Regions from separate parts of the Nothobranchius furzeri genome. Here region 1 is linked to region 2. Evidence: chromatin contacts called from public Micro-C data. All regions are on one chromosome and are shown on one strand. Each heading gives the region's core, a stretch centred on a gene start, on an enhancer-like site or on the middle of the called end of the contact. The rest is flanking DNA. Distances are from core to core; before and after follow the strand shown.

The links. A called contact is a pair of places that touch in the nucleus more often than the background predicts.
Region 1: a Micro-C map of tail fin shows a contact between it and region 2, with 5 times the contacts expected there. The contact joins the enhancer-like site here to the promoter of cenpv in region 2.

Annotation. Positions count from the first base shown.
Region 1 is chr10:52,698,721-52,701,420 of NfurGRZ-RIMD1, reverse strand. ncor1 (nuclear receptor corepressor 1) reads right to left here. Exons shown (of 45, transcript XM_054730666.2): 23 at 777-943; 24 at 316-430. Among protein-coding and RNA genes, the nearest start is that of zswim7, 22 kb to the left of the region's middle. Within about 2 kb of position 1,375, at least 1 of the 3 cell types and tissues checked has an H3K27ac peak or open chromatin away from gene starts, as enhancers often do. A contact at or near this core is called in tail fin, where this site is marked.
Region 2 is chr10:52,621,036-52,623,735 of NfurGRZ-RIMD1, reverse strand. cenpv (centromere protein V) reads right to left here and starts at 1,286. Exons shown (of 5, transcript XM_070555754.1): 1 at 1,261-1,286; 2 at 1,030-1,122; 3 at 859-928; 4 at 674-788. The coding sequence starts at 1,121.

The DNA.
Region 1 (2,700 bases), core at 126-2,625, 78 kb before region 2:
CAATTGGAGGCTGACTAAAATACTTTTTGCTCCACAGTAAAAGAAGATTAGGTTATTCAACTGCTATTTCTTCTTAAAACTACTGGAGAGGAGAATTGCCATAATAATTGAGCTAGTATATCAAAATTCACAATTTAATAAACCAATAAAATACTTTTGAATGCTCATTTAGTGGTGCTGAGTAAACCATGTGCTCCTTAAAACGCCTCCCTCATGCCAGTCCAATATTTTCACTCATGGGTCTGAAAGCTGTTATTTTGGTTTGAATTGAGCAGCAGAGAAACAAATTTGTCACGTGATTATCTGACACCCTACCAGGCTTGTTGGGATCCATCTGCCGAGGTAGACCCAAAGAGATGGAGCCCACTGAGCTCTTAGTCCCCTCTGGTCCGTAGACAGCATGGGAGGGCAAATATGTGCCAGGAGTTCCCTGAAAAAAAAAAAAAAAAAAAAATACAGGACAAAGAACTCGTCTCATGTTCAGGTCGCTGTAGTTATGAGAACAATTGAGTGGTGTCAAGTGATGCAGATCAATCATCTTTTGCATGTAATGCCATGGTCCAAGCTAGATCATGTCAAGAATGCACGTTTAACAACACAGCATTTGTTAGACAGTGCCAAATAATACTGTAGGTTCGAGCGGGTTATGCTGATGAGAACAAATGCAAATCTGCTCATTTTAACATCCCACATGAAAATGATTAACAAATTAAATTTGTCCATGTTTGTAAGAGGTTGATAATAGCTACAAGAGATCCTCCTGAAGAGCGGCTCACCAGAGAGATGGAGCCTCCATGGATGAAGGAAGGCTTGTCTGTGGGCTTGGCGGTTGGAATGAGTGGAGGAGGAGAGGGAATGTTGGGAGGTCGGCTGGGTCTGCTGAACGTCACGCGGACTCCATCATTTACACCCTGAACCAGCTGGTTGGGAGCAGGGTGGAGGACTGGTGGGGAAATGAGAGTAAAGAATAAAACAATGAAATATTTCCTTCGAGAGCAAATATAAAATCTCCCAACCCAGTCCGGTAAAACTCTTTTGCTGCTTGAACTCTTGAACTCGAAAACACCACTTTTCAATTATATTCATTTCACATCGAAGACTACAAAATGAAATATTCAGCTTCAGTCTTCTAAGTGGTGAAGTCTACAGTTAATGGCCTCCCTGTTCAGAGCGGGGCAACTCTGGCCCGTGTGTTCTGTCTGCTTTAATGTACCCTGGGAAAGCTGAGTAGATAAAATGGATCATAACAAACCACACACACACACACACACAAACACACACACACATGCACGCACGCACCCACACGCGCGCGCGCACGCACACACAGTAACAGTAACCTCCCCGCAGCCTCAAGCGCTGCACTCTACAAAATCAAAAATGCAAACGGCTGTACGAGTTCTTCCAGCAGGCATGGACGTCATCATCCTGCCGGCTCATGAGGGGGTGGAAGAGAAAACAAGCCCCTCTATTATAAATTTATACAGCGCTGTTTCAGGAAGACAACCGAGAGTCATTCGGCTCTTTACCTTTGCAGAGAACAAAATATGGGATGTAATGCAAGATAATCAACTGAAAAGTCAAAAATAGATAGGAGAGGCAAAAATGACTGATTATTTCATAACTACCTGTAAAATAAACAGCTTTATGGGACACATATTTCTGCCATCCTGAGAATTTCTGTGTAAAAGTTTTAAATAACCACACCTGATAACTTCCTAAACTGCTTCTGTTCAGAGAAAAGACTCATATTGAGATAGACTCATTACTAGAGCTGGGTGTCAATTCAAATTTAAAGAATTGATTCGATTCCAATTCTCAAAAATTAGAATCGACTATTGCGATAAGATTTCATTCAATTCGACAAATTCATGAAATATTGGCAATTTAAAATGGCTGCATGGCCCAATCCTTCTCTCAGAATTTTTCTTTTCACAAAGACGCCGTCAGGCGGAATTAGCAAACAAATCCAGGGCAGTTAACAGAGGAAGTAAGAGGTGTCAATAACTGCAGCAATGGACTGTTATTGGAACACGAAGCTAGGGCATTATTAAAAATAACACATTAAGATTTTATCCAAAAGTTGTAGCTGCACACACACACACACACACACACACACACACACGCGCACACACACGCACGCACACGCACACACACAATTTGATATTTATATTGGCCTCATTCAAGACAAGGAGGCGGTTTTCAAACTCTTAAACTCAGAAACTTTTAATACAAACAGACCCACAAATGTTGCTTAGACTACTGAAGATAAACATCTCCACTATCTTCTGGTGTAAAGTAGAAACTTCATGAGGGATCATATTTGCAGCTGTGGCTCATTAAAGTCAGCAATAACACTTGTTGCAATTAAGCGACTTTGGTGCCGTATGGATCGATCCTCCTGAATATTTATGAGAATCAATTCAGAATCGGATGATCGATTTTTTTTTCCAACACAGCCCTACTCATTACAAGCAAAGCCAGATATTTCAAGCCTTTTTTGTTACAATTAAAGTATAAAACAATTAAATCATCTTGCAGATATGACTGGAAAATCAAAAAGCAGAAACGTCTTTCCTGAGGGAATTTTGGATGGAACACATTTTATAATCCTACAAATCCCATTCATCTCCAAAAAGTACAAGGACATCACTAAATTGATGCCAACTATTATTTGCTGATCCAAACATTCAGCTTCCTTTA
Region 2 (2,700 bases), core at 37-2,536:
TTAATACATTATTTAATAGTTTATTAATGCTTAATAATGCACTAAGTAATGTTAATAAAGGGACCCTTATTGTAAGGTGTTACTTAAAAACAGACTGAAATACAAGAAAACAGCATTCAAACTTGCAACCTACTGGATAGTACTAAATGCCAGAGAAAACAAACACATTTTTAAACCCATTAATAGGGTCATTGTCTCAGCTGTCCTAACCTTTAAAGCAGGGGTCCTCAATTATAATGGTCCGAGGGCCACTCACAAATAAGCTTCCAGGAGAAATATTAATGAACTTATGAAAATAATAATGCGTGTTTGGAAGAGCATCCTCCAATCCTCTCTGTCTCCCTCAGTCGCTGATCGAGCAAGTGGAGCGCGCCGCGTGACAACCCGCTCAAATAACATAATTCACGGCCCGAATCCAACAGAACTGATCGGGCTGATTTGGTTCGGGTTCAGACACAGCACAGGAGTAATATGTTCATACATCCTTGTCTCTGTCAGAAGGCGATAAGTTGCATTCTGAGCATTTTGCAAGTGATTAATATTGGCCTGTGGCACATATCTGTTTTAAATAAACACTGACAAAAAGGTCACTCAAAGCAAACAAGCTAATATACAGTACAACATCAGAGCTTGAGACCAGTGTTGGTGTCTTGTCAGAAACTAGACTTCTCACCATATCCATCAGGGTTAGACCGCGGTGTGTAGAAACTCTGAACTCCACAAGTCCTACAGAAGGTGTGTTTAGCCACATGTGTGTTAAAGGTGTAGGTAGTCAAGTTTTCCAACCCCTGAGAAAAGAAAATAATTAATTAGTCCGTTTTTTAAAATAAATATCAATTGTGAGGCAGATTTTCTTACCTGCAGGAGTGTGAAGTGATTTTTTGGGACAATGAAATGGTGGTTTTGTTTTTTGGTGCAGATGCTACAACTATGAGAATGAATACATAGATTTTATTATTTGTTTAAAACATCAATTAAGGAGCACTAATAAAGATATTTTAAATATACTTTTGACTTATAAATACGCACTTGCAATGAAAAACATGAAGGTCAGGAGAGCTCCAGACTTCAAATCTGACAGCACCACAGTGGCAGCCGCCTGAATGTTTCACAAGCTCCATTCTGCACATAAAAGCAGTAAAAAAGAAATGAAAAATCCCATCTATTCAAATGGATCTTTTTAGAAGCCCTGAAGCATGTCAAGTAAAACAACTGCTAAATATTTACCTAATAATTAAGCTGAGTGCAGCTGAAACCTACGTGACGTGTTGGTTGCAAAGCCTGTTGACGTGGAATTGGGTGGCTCACAGAGATTTCTAGTCACCTACTAAACTCAATAAACCTGATCAAAGTCCATCTGTGATAACAGAATCATTAACCTTGAAAAGAATATACTTTGTTTAATTTGTAAGTTGTGAACACTCAATTTAATAATTGTTTCAACCTCTCAAGTACTTTGCTAGACCCATGCACATGCTCATGTGACCCGAGCAAGAACTATTTCCTGCTTGAGCAGTTGTTTTCCTGAAACTCTTTCAGACAGGGTGATATAATTCCCAGCAAGGGGCCGGGCAGAGTACAGCAGACTTGCACAAACACATTCTTTAGAGGCAGATCAACTAACTTGATGTTGTAAAGCAATGGATTACGGGTTTGGTGTCTTATGACCATGAGTTCAACGGATGGGGTGAGGGAATACTGTGACCCAGATAGAGCTCTGTGATAGAGATCACCAAAATAGACTCCCATCTGAGGTTCTGCTCATGATTTTATTTGGTTTGAGCTAAAAGTGGTTACAGATGAGGCTTCAAGTTCTTTTTTTTCTATACTTAGCCTCAAATCAGAAATCTAGAAGCTTTTATATAACTTACAGTACCTTTTAATCAGTGTTATCTTTGATTAATTTATTGTAATTTAACAGAGTTGATGAATGGACTTTTAAATAAGAAAAACATCACATGATCTCTATGATCATAAGATAAAGTGATAACAAAAAGGCCATTTGGCTTATTTTATCATTTGTTTCAATCATGAAAAAAAACAAAATGTTCATTGTCATGCAGCTGTGTTGACATTCTGTTTGGCATCAAAATCAGGGGTTGGACACTTTGTGCTCTGTAATTATGATAAATAGGGGGAAAGCACATTTTAAATGAATGGTTTTGGTATTAAAATTAAATTAAGACTGTTGTCACTTTGGGTCCTACCGCTCTGAACATGTAAATTCAACTATAATGAGAGTACACAATGTACTTAGCCCTGCCTCTTGCTGCAAATAACTCCGTTTACGTGTCAAAATTACAAGATCTGTAGATCTTTATGTAACCCGTTTGTTATTACAACGACTACCTAACATCTTTACTGGTTTCTGTTGAACAAGATCGACGGGATTGTTCGCCAGTCGCTAAAGTGCAAAGTCATGCCGGTTTGATAAATACATCTAACAGTGTTTTTCTAAGGCGAAACTGAGACTACAGTCTTTCATTTTGAGTCTTACACGTTGACTCAAATTGATAAGTTGGGTAAAATATCTCTAGTCATTGTTATAAATCACAAGAAAATAACTTAGTCACCGTGCATCACTTACAGTCAGAGAAGTAACTCGGCAACCAATCGTTGGTCAAACAAACAACCACGCTACCCAATCAGAATCCAGGAGAAGGTTCTTGTTGCTGTGGTGGTTCTGGAAAATTCTGAGAC